3 separate regions of the Mus musculus genome follow, and all the other regions are linked to region 2. A link is a contact called in public HiChIP or PLAC-seq data. All regions are on one chromosome and are shown on one strand. Each heading gives the region's core, a stretch centred on a gene start, on an enhancer-like site or on the middle of the called end of the contact. The rest is flanking DNA. Distances are from core to core; before and after follow the strand shown.

Region 1 (4,572 bases), core at 275-2,774, 880 kb before region 2:
CCAGGGTGCTATGCCCAGGGTGGGGTTACTTGCACGAGGAGAAGGTTTTCCAGAAGAAGTTCTTGCAGGGCTTTTTATCCAGGTGTGGGGGCTGTTGGGGGGGTGGCCTTTCCTGGCTCTTGGACAGCCCGGGGGTACCCCCTCCGACGGGGGTGCTGGAGCTGGCTTGGGAAGCCCACTCGTGCCACCAGGCAAGGAAAGTCAGAAGGCCGCTCCTCCCCTCGGTGGCTTCCTGCTGTGTTTTAGAGAAGCAGATAACAAAGGAGAGAAAAGCAACCACTCACCACTCACTCACTGGGACTCACTCAGCCTTCGGATATGCCCCCCCACCCCCACCCCCCACAGAGAGCAAACTGTTCCTTAACAAACCACACTCCCTCAAAGTCAGAGTGAGACGGACTCTAGAGAAACTGCTCAGTGGAGAAAAACAGACCAGTCCAATAATAATAAATAAATAAATAAATAAAAATGCTGATTTTTTTCAAGCATGGTAGCAGAGACCTTTGGACTCGGCAGTCAGGAGGCAACAGCAGATAGAGTACTGTGAGCTTGGGCTAGCCTGGGCTACACACAGTGAGGCCTTATCTTGAAAACAAATAAAGTGCTTTAACTTCTACCTTATAATCTGTGCTGAGGTCCTCAGCTCTGAGACTAGGAAAGCTGTCAAAATGGCTGCCAGCTGAGAGGCCCTGGGTCCACAGGCTCTCCCACCTCCACACATCCTCCTGGATGTTCAGAAATCAGAACAGACTGAGTCGCTAAGTCTGGGCCTTCTTTCAAACTCCTCAGGAAGTTTCTAGGAGTACTCTGATGATAAACGACCCATCTGAAACTCATCTGGTGATCTCAAAGAAAAATCCACTTTTAATGGTCAACTTTATGGACTCTTTCTTGGAACTTTTTCAAAAATGGAAAAAAGAGAAAGTAAATCATTTGATGAAATTATAAAATTTACACCATGGAGAACAAGAGGGCAGGAATTATTTGAGCGAGTGAGAGTATAGCTGTGTATATAAATTAAGGCTCTGGAAGTCCGTGTGACTGGTCTCACGGCAGAGAAGACGGTGGAGCGCTGTGACAGCTGGAAGCAATCCCTGTCTCCAAAGCAGACACCAGCAGAGAGGAGTCCCTGACAGACCCAGGCTAGGAGAACTGAGGGCAAACAGGGACCAGGGGTCTGAATGGGGCGTTGTAAAATCCTAGGGACACACACACACCACAACACAGAACACATCATGCAGGACTGAGTGGTCAGAATTACAGAGACAAACTGAGCAGGTGCACTCACCACACTGTCCTGGCCAGTAGGGCCACTCTCCAGGGGAAGGGCGGAGGCTGCGACCCCCCAGAGCAGCAGCAGCCCGAAGGCTGAGGGCCACTTGCCTCCTGTGCCTCGGCCACCCATCATCCTCGGACGTGCTGAGGTCTGTGCTTGGTGGACGAGGGTCTCTTCTGTGGTGTTTTAAGCTCTAGCACCACCTGCTTGGGGGTCTGCACTCGTTCATTGAAAACCTACACGCCTCTCCACACTCACGCGGTGACGCACAAGCCGGAGCAATCAGCTCTCACAGAAAGAAACATTTGTGGGGTTGGATTTAGCCCCTTAATTAAAGACTCGGGACTTTTCCTGTGTTTGGAGTGAATCTGCTCTTATTTTAGAACACATGCGCGCTTGCTCTGGGAGTTCTGCTTCCTTGTGATTGTGCCTGTGGCAAGCAGGAAGCCATCAGAACAAAGCCGGGTGATTTAACAGAATATGAAATCAGGCCTGGGTAAAGAGCTGAAGATGTGGGGTCTTACCCAGGAGAAGCAAGACTGCAGGCTGGGACGCAGCTCAGCTCAGCCCAGCACGTGCCTACCACGGTTCCGTCCATCCCCGGAGCTAAAAGCAGGCATGTCTGAATCGGCTACGAGCAGAAGTAACCAGGTACAGAGAAGACCCAGGGTCACAGGATGGCCCCAGTGTTCACCAGGTCGCAAGGAAGGATGAACCAAGAGCATGTCCCAGACTGCCCTCTGCCCCAGGCTAGACCTTTGACTCGCTCAAGTATAGATGCGGATGCAGAAGAGAGACGGGACCAAAGGCCTTCTGCATCTCAGTGCCACGGACGCTGTCCTGGGCCTCTCAGTGACATGCACACTTGCAGAGTTCCTGGTCTAGGGCTTTCCAAGATGCCCAGGTCAGCAGTTTGCACATTTCTTTAAAAAAAAAAAAAAAAAAGATAGAAAGAAACGAGGCCAGGAAGATGGTTCACTGAGCACAGCAGTTGCGATGCAACCCTGGTAACCTGCAGCTCCACTCTGGCCCCCAGATAATGGTAAAACGGAAGAACACACCGGTTCCTAACAAACTTGACCTCTGACCCACACTCCCGCTGTAGCACACACGTGCATCTCCCTCTCCCCGTCATAGATACCATTTTTGAAAATGTAGACATGCACGTCGATAGACTGGCCAAGTGTAAGGGATGCTTTCTTTGTATAGGTCACAGTCACTTCCTGAGAAACCTGGACTCGGCCAGCTGACAGCCCACTTCCTTCCCAAGACAGTGACAAAGTCCTGGGCCACCTCCTGGCCCTTCACAGGTCCAGGTTGAGAATTGTGGGGATGTGAGGGATGGACCCCGCATATGCAGACAGACCTGAAACCCCATCTCAGACACTAGAGAACACCAAGATCCAAGGGAGGCTCGAGACTGAAACAAAGCAACTGAAAGTCGGCTCCTTCCAAAGTAAAACACGCCCCGCTCTAGAGACCTTCCCGAGGTCCCTCTTCCACCATGGGGTGACGCTCAGGTCATCAGGCTTTGCCTACACCCAGCGAGCTATCCCTCTGCTCCCCTACCACTCCACAAGGGAAAGAAGGCAGGCCCTGAACACCTTACATCCTTCAGGACACAGCAACAGTAGGACAGGGCCCTTGGGACACTCCAGACTTTCCCTTCAAGCAGACATCTCCTCGGGAGAGCCAAGGCTTAATTCTATAGACCTGCTAGAAAAGCCACAAAGCCCTGCTTCTGAAATCAGCCCTGAAGAGTAAGAGATTTCATTCCCAGGGACCACCAGTCACCGCGATGGAGGCTGAGACCTGAAGCCACAGCAGCCGGGCTCAGCAAACACAGCTTTATTTATTCCCAGGGACCACCAGTCACCGCGATGGAGGCTGAGACCTGAAGCCACAGCAGCTGGGCTCAGCAAACACAGCTTTATTTATTCACCCTGCTGAGACCCGCATTCGACCTGGGAAATAAACAGTGAAGGACTAAGCTCACCCCGACAGCCAGCACAGCTGATTGCTAGCCCACTTTGCCAGTCACTAAGTCACGCTGTGCCACCCAAGTGCAAGCCTTTCCTATGCCCCGTGACGCGTGAGGTGGCTTTGCAGGAACTCCCAGCTTCTAAGCTTCTGCCGAGAATGACTTCAAACAGGCAGCACGAAAAGCTGCCCACACACGGGGCCGTCCTTCCCATGTCTGTCCTCATCCCTGCAGACTGCCCTCGTGGCGAGCGCTGCTTCCAGATGAGATGAAGGCCTTAGCTCTCGCTCTGCAGCTCCTCAGCCCCGTCCAGCTCCTCAGCCATGGACTCCCGAGAGCTCCTGCTTTCATCTTCCGGCTTTCTTTTCTTCTTGGCCTTTCCTTTCAGGTTAAGCTGGGCAATCTCTTCATTCTTCTCTGTAATGTATTTTAGCTATGTATATATACAAAAAGCAAAACTATATTTAAGTCTTTAAATCTGTCTATAAATCATTTTACAAACCTAAAAGAAAATCCTCACAGTAACTTATGCCTTTTCCAATATTCATTCCAAAAGAACTGGTGGAAATTCATTGACTGAGTTATCTATTGAGCACTAACTATCCGAGAAACGGAGACAGGGTCAAGTCCCCATTCCTGTGGAGGGGAAATCATGAGAAGGGCAGAGACCAGGCAGGATCGCTGTGGTCCACGTCTGCTGGCAGTCACAGCCAGGTGACACTGACACCTCAAAGTGGCAAGTGTCTTCACCTAGAAAATAACTGCTTGGTCAAAATGACTCTTGAGATGTGAAAAAATAGAAATCGTGTTCTCTTCTGCATAACCAGGCTTGCAGACTTCCGTCCACCCTGGTCCATCAGAACTGCGGGTATGGCCTGCCTGGGGTGGCACACCTGTAAACCAGGCTCCTGGGATGGTGACAGAGGAGGAGGATCTCGCGTTCAAAGCCTACCTGATCTAAAAGTCAAGTTCAAGACTAGCCTGTATAATTCAGCACGAGTGTCTCAAACAAGAAATGGGGCTGGAGAGATGGCTCAGTGGTTAACAGTACTTCTTGCTCTTGCAGAGGACCCAGCTCTGATTCCCAACACCCACACTGTGGCCCATGACCACCTGTTCACTCCAGTTCCAGGGTGTCTGAGACCATTTCCTGACCCCCAAGGGCACCAGGCAAGCATATGGTACACATGGATCCATGCAAGCCAAACATTTACACACATAAAATAAAATAATAAGCTTTACAAACAAGCAGCAGACAAGGGGTGGGTGGGTGGGTGCATAGCCAGTGGTATACCACTTGTCCGATGTGCAGAAG
Region 2 (4,006 bases), core at 240-2,739:
AGATGCCACCACCTATCCATATAAGCACGGAAGTGCTAGAGGGGACACAGACCACAGTAGTGGCGTCATGGGGCTAAATACAGAGGCAAGGTTACACCCTGATCCCCAGAGTGAGACCAGGACAGCCAGGGATACAGAGAGAAATCCTGTCTGGAAAACCAAAACAACAGCTACAACAACAACAGAAGAGGGTGGAAGACAGTTTCCTGTATAACAAATTTTATTCATACCAACAGCTGGAACAGGACATGGTAACCCAAGCCCACAGTCTCAGTCTTTAGGAGTCAGGAGGATTGTGAGTTCAAGGTTAGCCTGGGCTACTTAGCAACCCCATGTCAAAAGAAAGAAAAGCAGAAGGGGTGGGGAGTAGGGTGGAGGCTGGAGAGATGACTCGGCACTTTAGAGGACCCAGTCCCAGCAGCCACACGGTGGCTCGGAACCATCCCTAACGGCAGTTCCAGGGGACCCTACACTAAGTATACACATGGTGCGCGTACAGACATGGGGACACACGAGATAAAACAGGCGGTGGGAGTCAGCAAGCAGGAGGGCACGCGGGCTTGCTCTGGGCAAGAATGCATTACTCTGACAGGCCGTCCTGGGAGAGACTCGCCCTTTAGACAGAGGCCCTGCTAACATTCCAGAAGGGGAAAGACTGATCTGGCCAGCCATGGTGAACAGGGGCAGAGTCCAGCTCCATCTTCCTGTCACCCTCACTGGAAAGAGGCACATGGCCAGCCATCCCAAAGCTGTCCCTGCCCAGTCCAGCAGCACCAAGAGGCAGGGCTGGTGCGGGCTAGTTACAGTCTCTATGCCCACAGACATGGGTGGGAGGGTGAGTGAGAGAGATCAGGAGCCACTACCTACCTCCCCTTCCCTACTCTACCCCCTCAGATACCATTGACAAAGCTGCTTCCCATGGATGGGGCAAGAAGAGGGGTGCCTCTAATCACAGCCCCAGAATCTGGACTTTTAAAAAGAAATTGGGGGGCTGGAGAGATGGCTCTGTGGTTAAGAGCACTGGCTGCTCTTCCAGAGGACCCGGGGTTCAATTCTGAGCATCCACACGGCAGTTCACAACTGTCTGTAACTCCAGTTCCAGGGGATCGGACACCCTCACACAGACACATATGCAGGCAAAACACCAATGCACAAAAAATAAAAATAAATACTAATTTTAAAAGGATTGGAAAAGAAACAAGAATTCAGATGAAAGAACATTTAGAAAATCATCCTTATCAGCCAAGCGTCCCCTCCAGTTCCGGGGCTCCGACGCCAAACTTACCAGTGCAGGCAAAGAACACAACCTGGTGTCAGTCAACCCTGGTCTGCATTTGGTCCCCTCATGGCCAATCTGGGGACCAGCACTTCCAGATGAAGCTCTCCTCTAAGTCCAAAGAGCCCTTTCTCCGGCCTCCTCTAAAGATAACTGGGAGCCCGGAGGAGCACTCAAAGCCCCTTTGAACCTTTTTGCAATGTTTTGATTGCAAAATTTCCGGTATTTTTCCCAGCTGGTTGTTAAACACAGCCATTAATAAAGTGAAATTACATAAATGAATAACCAACCAAATTCCATTAAGAACAAAGGTCAATAGACACTCAAAACTTATGTTTCCTGATCACGGGATCACTTTTTGCTGTCATGTATGCTCTTGATAATGGCTCATTAGGGGGACATCTATAACCCAGATATTGGCAAAGATCATAAATCAAGTTCCCCGGCCCCACCTCCCACATAGCAGCTGCTCAGCACTGGCCAGCCAGTTGCTATCGTGTGGCCAAACCGGTATTTCCTGGCTGCACTTTCCCACCTCACTCCAGAGTGGTCAATCAACTCATACTCAGATCAGAGCTCTGATCACATTAGTTGAATGCTGACTGGGTTTAGGCACATCTAAATCCAACTGGTTTATTAACCACAATTTAAATTACTCCCTCCTTGCCCTCCCCACATCTCCCCTCCCTGTCTCCCCTTCCCTTCAGGTTTGTGGTTCTTTGTTTTTGAGACAAGGCATCTCTATGTAGCCCAGGCTGGCCTCAGGCCTGGTATGCTCCAGCCCTGTCCTCCTTGGCACTGGGATTTCTGGCATGGCCTACCACATCTCTCAACTTGCTTCAAATGCTGTCTCCACCAGTCCCAGTAAACACAACATACTCAGATCATAAACCTTAGCGGTGTCTGGTCTGTTGGCAGATACAGGTGTCCACCTTCAAACCCTATTTGGGGGCAGCTCGGGTGTCTGCCACCAATCCTGATGACCTGAGTTCCCGCCACAGGAACCGCAGGGTAGAAGATGAGATCCAGCTGCACAGCCTGTCCTCTGAGCTCCACATGTGCACACACACACACACACACACACACACACACACACACGTACACACACACACACACACACACACACACACACGTGCACACAAACACAACAAAGCTCACACAGGTTTGGAGCACAGTGTCTCTCACTGCCTCTGTCTGTCCTGCCATCTCCTCTGTCTGGATTACTGCAGAACGCCCCCCCCCCCCCATAGCTTCCTATGGCCCCTGCAGAGCTGAGCCTAGCACAGGGGCCAGAGTGACCCTCACTGTTGGTAAGAAAGAGTCTACACAATCTAGCATCTTACCATCATCTCTTTGACCTCCTGTACTATTCTGGCCATCCTCCTGCCTCGGGGCCTTTGTTCTGGCTCTTCTCTCTGAGCTGCGTTCCCCCACAGGTACTCACATGGCACCTTAGCTCACCAGCTTCAGCAAGACCGCTTGCTCAGTCTGGCTTTCTCAGACCACTCCACAAAATACTAGAACTTCCACTTCCACCTCATGCCTCCTCCCTATTCTATTTCCCTCAGTAGTCCTTTCTTTCCTTCCTTCCTTCCTTCCTTCCTTCCTTCCTTCCTTCCTTCCTTCCTTCCTTCCTCCCTCCCTCCCTCCCTTCCTTTCTTCCTTTCTTCCTTCCTGGTCTCATGTAGCCTAGGCTGTCCTCAAACTTGCCATGTAGCTGAGGTTGACCTTCAATGTCCTTGAACCTATTGTCTGTATGTGGGAGTTTTGTATGACTGTGTACCACATGCATGCCTGGTGCCTGCAGAGGCCAGATGAGGGCTTTAGACTCCCTGGAATGGACGTTACAGACACTTGGGAGTTGCCATGTGGGGTGCTGGGAACTGAACTCAGGTCCTCTGCAAGAGCAGCCAGTAGTACTCTTAACTGCCGAGCCATCTCTCCAGACTCATAAACTTCTGCTCTTCCCCCCTCTATCTCCTGAGCACTAGGATGACAGGCACATGTCACATGTTCAGTTTCATGCGGTGCTGGATGTGTTACACATGTTAGGCAGGCACTTCACCAAGCAAGCTACAACCCCGACCCTATGTGTATACACTTCCTGAGACCCTGTGTGATAACTACATTTAGCTCGCTTACTGCCTGCCATGCACTCCTCCCAAGAAGTCAAGATCCACCTGGACAGGGAAAGGTACAGTCACCTCCCTGCAGTAGCTCCCACACCATGGGAGGCACTCCCATGGCCAAGCACTCAGCAAGCTCCCAGCGATACTTGCTAATGACGAAATGAATCCCGTTTACAAAGGATCACCATAACCTCGGGTACAAGGTACCCAGGGCTGAATGGTGCCATGGAAACAATAGGCTGTAGCGGTCACTTGGAGCACGGTGACCCTCCCGCAACCCACCAACAGCTGCTTCTTGCTTATGACAATGCTATTAGTATTGTGAGCTATTTATAGCATGCACACCATATGCCAAATGCGAGGCTTAGAGTATGACAAGCAACAGACCCTCTATTCTTGCCACTTCGGTGAGATATGCACTATCAACCGTTTGCCCAGCAGTGAACAAAAAGGTAGACTACCTTGCTGAAGGTCAGACAACTCAGAGGTGACGGAACGTGAATGGAAGCAGTTGGTCGTAGAGCTCATCTCTAATGGCTCTATGAAACGTGTGGCTAAAGGCTGGGGAGATGGCTCAGTGGTTAAGAACATGTGCTGTTCT
Region 3 (4,644 bases), core at 89-2,588, 520 kb before region 2:
AATCTTTCATATTACTACAGCCAATTATTTTGTAGAACATATAGCCAGTGTCTGAGCCTCACTCTGCTGCTGTGACAAAACACTCTGACCAAAAGCAACTTGGGGAGGAAGGGTTCTTTTGCCTTATACTTCCAGGTCAGTCCATCACTGAAAGAATTGGGGCACGGGCTCTAGGAGGAACCTGAAGCAGACACTACTGAGGAATGAATGCTGCTGCCTCCTGGCTTAAACTCAGTCTGTAGACCAGACTGGCCCTGAACTCAGAGATATCATTCCATCTCTGCCTCTTTAGTGCCAATGCCCAGCACCTAGGAAGCTGGCTTTCTTATACAGCCCAGTACATCAGGGTGGCCTCGAACTCAGAAATCCACCTGCCTCTGCCTCCCGAGTGCTGGGATCAAAGGCCTGCGCCACCACGCCCGGCTTAACTATGAACTTCTAACACCCCCCCCCCTTCAACTTCACAAAGGCATCACTGTAAGCTATAACCTTTCGATTTCTTGTCTCCAAAGTCCCTGTTAACATTATAAAACAAAAGCATAGACCAACTTTCAAAATTCTCAGTCTTTCAAAATTTCAAAACTTTTAAAGTTCCGAGTCTCTTTAAAAGTCCAAGTCTTTTAATCATGAGCTCCTGTAAAATCAAAATAAGTTTCATACTTTCTAATCCCAAAAGGGCAGAACCAGAGAATAGGAATAATCACAATTAAGCAAACCCAGAATCCAACAGTGTAGCTCAATATCCGACATTTGGGACTCAGGATCTGGGTCCCAAAGGGCTGGCATAGCCCTTTCTCCACTCAGCTCCCTGGTAACAGTTTACAGTCCACTCAGCAGCAATTTAACTGGTTCTCAAAGGCTGTGTGGGCTTGCTCTTTCCCAGATTTGGAAACGACTAAAAGGGAATGTCCTTCTCAGCACTGGCTTTCCCCCATTGCCTCTCACCCACATCCCTCTAAGTTCATGGGCGTCTGCTCTCAAGAAATCTCTAGAGAGGAAGAATCCAGGCCACCCCAAGTGGGGGAACTGACCTGCACCAAGGTCACAGGAAAGTTACCAACTTTTTGGTTCCAAGAACTAAAGGGCAAGAGTTGACTATGAAGAGCTGGCCCCAGGGACCGTTACAAAAGTCTCTAAAGGCCCAGCCATTGTGCATTGTCCCTTGCTTGGCAAAGTACGGGTCACCGGGCTAACGCTCGCACAGGCTCGTCTCCTAGGACCTCGGTGGGTTGCTTACCAGGCCTTGAAGGCCAAACGGCCCTAGTCCTCCAGGAGACAACCTCGGCCCGGACGCCAGCGCAGGGAACACCGCCGCCTTGCTCTCATTGGCCCCACACAGCCGGAAGTGCGCGAATCCAGCGGAAGTGCTCGCTCCATGCGGTCCGCCAGGCCGGGGAGTCAGGTAGGCGGGGCCCCTGGTTCCAAACCCTGGGATCCGCTAGCGGGCGGCAGGCGGGGATCGGGAGGGCGAAGGAGGTTGTCCTGTTTTCCGATCAGGGAGGACGGAGAAGCGTTTCGCAGGCGTAGGACTCCCCGCCTCCTCAGGTGACCACCGGGCCTGCTGGAGCCCGGCCTTGGCGGGACCTGCACACCTCGGCGGGAGCTTGGAGTTCGTCTGTCCGCGGGGAGGAGGCCGGCATCCGAGCGTGCGGTCCGGCTCTGCCTTATTTTTGCTCCGGTGGTCCCGGGCCCGGGCTTTGCTCACCTCCGTCCCTGAGAAGGTGTGCTTTCTGCCCTTGCCTTCTCGTGCGTCTGAGTTGGACAGTTTTCCTCAAGCCGAGTCCCGAGTGCTGTGGCCTCACCCAGAGGAGACTCGGCAAAAGCTACGGGAGGCACAGCCCAGGGATTCAGTGGCCTCTCCCGCGTCTTCCTAGGAATGGAGAACGTATTTCAGTTACAGTCTGCTTAGCGGGAAGTGATCTGGACAGCTGTAGGCCAAGTTCAGACACAGCAAATAAAACTCTTAACAGTTTTACCTTGTTCTAGCCAGCTCCACCCCAGGAGGTTTGAAGTTTGAGCCTCCGGTAAACTTTATGACAACTTCGCTTTCCTCAAATTGATGACACTCAGAGCTCCGACAGTTGGCGAGTTTTGAGCACCGTGCACGGGACAGGATACTGGAACCCCGGTGAGCGTGAATGAATATATTCCACTCCAGATGACAGTGTTGGCCATTTCGGCAGTCTCAAAGGAAACGCATCACTTTTATTCAATACTAGGTGGTGCCAGTGAGTCAAATCTTTCTGGTCTAAATCTGTAGTGTGGTTAAAGTTTTTTTGTTGTTGCTTTGTTTTTTTTTTTTTGTTTTTGTTTTTTTTTTTTTTGTTTGTTTGTTGTACAAGCCTTTATTTTTCCTTAAATTTATTCAGAATAACTTTGCCTTTTGAGACTGTATTGCAGCTTGGGAGTGCAGTCTGGCGTAGCGTATATGTAGCATTCTGGTTCCTCCATTTCCCCCAAGAAGAGATAAATTTTTGTGTTAAACAGTAATAACTTACTGTGCAGGGGATTTATCTTAATGGTAGAGTCCTTGCTTAGCAGGAATGAGCGCCTGGATTCAATCCCCTGTTCTGGGGGAAGAAAAACAAGTCTGGGCATGTTAGCACATACCTGTAATCTTAGAAAAAATATGTTCTTTTCATTTTACATTTTCATAATTTACTTTTTTCTTTTTCTTTTTTTGGGGGGCGTGGTTCTAGACAGGGTTTCTCTGCGTAGTTCTGGCTGTCCTGGAACTCACTCTGTAGACCAGGCTGGCCTCGAACTCAGAAATCTGCCACCCAGCATTTTAGATTTTCTTAATTTTGAATTGCACCAATATGTTGAATCTTCCCAAGTAACCAAATACAGTGTACTCATGTGGGCTTATTGTTCTTACAGTGATTAAAATGGCTTCCAGAGGAAAGACAGAGACAAGCAAACTAAAGCAGAATTTAGAAGAGCAGTTGGATAGACTGATGCAGCAGTTACAAGACCTGGAGGAATGCAGGTAAGTTATAACTATATGTTCTCACTCCGTAAACACTTGTTTGTACGAAGAGAGGTCAGGCTCCGTGGATGCAAGCCTGAAGCCCGCGTGTGACTTTGGTCTCTTCTGTAGTATTTTACAGCACTTGGTTTGTAGAAGCAAACTTGTCAAGCTCTGTAGTCATAAAGCCTCAGCTATGGAAGACTTAAAATACTTAAGCTCCTGGAAATAATGTTTCCTTTGTCTTTAGTATTTTAAACAGCTTTGCCTAGTATGAACTAATTGCTAAAAATACTATGATTAGGCTGGGGACGGGGGTAAGGCTCTGTGGATGAGTGGGTGCCTAACAGCTAGAGGCTCTGAGCCCAATGCCCAGCATCGAAGAAGAAGAAGAAGAAGAAGAGGGACGGGAAGGGAGGTGCTGCTCTCCTGTAATCCCAGCAGTGAGGCAGATGCATGCGGGTAGGAGCGCGTGCTTCACTTCGTGGAGAGCTCCAGGCCAGCCTGCTACATGAGTCACTGTTTCAATAAAGCAGAAGAAAACAAGCATACTAATAATCGTAGCTGTTAATAGCCTTGTAAGGATGTTACAAATGTTAAAACGAAGGAGGCAAAACAGTGCTTGGCCCAATTGAGCACTCCATAAATGGTAGTTCTCTGAGCGGAGCTGCTGTTACTTGTAGTAAATATTTAATAAGCGGCTTGCCTGGAGAATAAAAATAACCTTTTACTCAGATGACAGATGTGTTGTTGTTGTTTGCAGGGTACACAAGGTGCTTCCTACCACTGAAGAGTCTGATGCTAATAGAAACTGTTTAGCTATAACTAGATGCCAGGCACTTTATTTTGTTTAGTCTCCATAAGAATCGTAGTAGCACTGTACTATCATTCTCTGGAGTTGAATAGGTAAGCTGAGGTTTGGCTTTCTGTACTTGGTCGCCCTAGGCTGTGCCGTTGATGCATAAGAGAAGTCACCATGTGCTTGAAGTGTGACTCAAATCAGTAAAAGTTGACCGGGGCGAGGGGAGATGGCACTCTCATCCTGAGTTTAACCTCACTGAAAGGCAGCGGAAATGCCAGAAGTGTAACTCGGGGGACATGTGCACCGCAAGCGATTGGTGTTTCCCTCCAGCTTGCTCTAGAACAGCTGCTAAGATTGTCATGCTTTGAAACTTGTGGTGTACATTTCTGCATTCTGACGTGAGCTGTGACTTAGGGAGGAGCTCGATGCGGATGAATATGAAGAAACTAAAAAGGAAACTTTGGAGCAGCTGAGTGAGTTCAACGATTCGCTGAAGAAGATTATGTCAGGAAATATGACTTTGGTAGATGAACTCAGTGGGATGCAACTGGTAAGAGGAATTCCCTGGTGAGTGAGTGTGTGTGTGTGTGTGTGTCTGTGTGTGTACGAGCCTGTGTGGGGTGTGAGTGGGTGTGTAATTTGTTTTTGTTTTGTGGGTATATTTCAGATAGAAAAGGCATACTTTGAAGGTGAGGATGTAGCTCTGTGGTAGTGTACTTGCTTAGCATGGACAAGACACTAGATTCTATCCCTAACACCTCAAAACAAAAAATTAAATTAAAAAAATAAAACTAAAGAAAGGAAGAAGAGTGGTGTGTTTACCTGATAGCTTCTTGATTTTGTGTCTGCTCGGCTCCAGTAACATGCTCAGAGA

What was found. HiChIP or PLAC-seq counts read pairs in DNA pulled down with a chosen protein or histone mark.
Region 1: a contact with region 2 is called in a FOXA1 HiChIP or PLAC-seq map of pancreatic cancer cells. The contact joins the promoter of Cort here to the promoter of H6pd in region 2. A contact is called at or near these places in 1 of 39 promoter capture datasets (pre-B cells), 1 of 115 datasets of contacts at active chromatin or transcription factors (pancreatic cancer cells) and 1 of 9 other capture datasets (liver).
Region 3: an H3K4me3 HiChIP or PLAC-seq map of bone marrow-derived macrophages shows a contact between it and region 2, with 4 times the contacts expected there. The contact joins the promoter of Nmnat1 here to the promoter of H6pd in region 2. A contact is called at or near these places in 3 of 115 datasets of contacts at active chromatin or transcription factors (bone marrow-derived macrophages, memory CD8 T cells and pancreatic cancer cells) and 1 of 9 other capture datasets (pancreatic islet).

What each region holds. Positions count from the first base shown.
Region 1 is chr4:149,125,239-149,129,810 of GRCm38.p6, forward strand. It overlaps Cort (cortistatin), which reads right to left and starts at 1,525. Exons shown (of 2, transcript NM_007745.4): 1 at 1,289-1,525; 2 at 1-235. The coding sequence starts at 1,408. The coding sequence ends at 26. It overlaps Cenps (centromere protein S), which reads right to left. Exons shown (of 5, transcript NM_027263.2): 5 at 3,111-3,690. The coding sequence ends at 3,535.
Region 2 is chr4:150,001,747-150,005,752 of GRCm38.p6, forward strand. It overlaps H6pd (hexose-6-phosphate dehydrogenase (glucose 1-dehydrogenase)), which reads right to left and starts at 1,490. Exons shown (of 5, transcript NM_001291004.1): 1 at 1,286-1,490.
Region 3 is chr4:149,483,872-149,488,515 of GRCm38.p6, forward strand. Nmnat1 (nicotinamide nucleotide adenylyltransferase 1) reads right to left here and starts at 1,339. Exons shown (of 5, transcript NM_133435.2): 1 at 1,238-1,339. Lzic (leucine zipper and CTNNBIP1 domain containing) reads left to right here and starts at 1,395. Exons shown (of 7, transcript NM_026963.6): 1 at 1,395-2,128; 2 at 2,881-2,989; 3 at 4,185-4,320. The coding sequence starts at 2,889.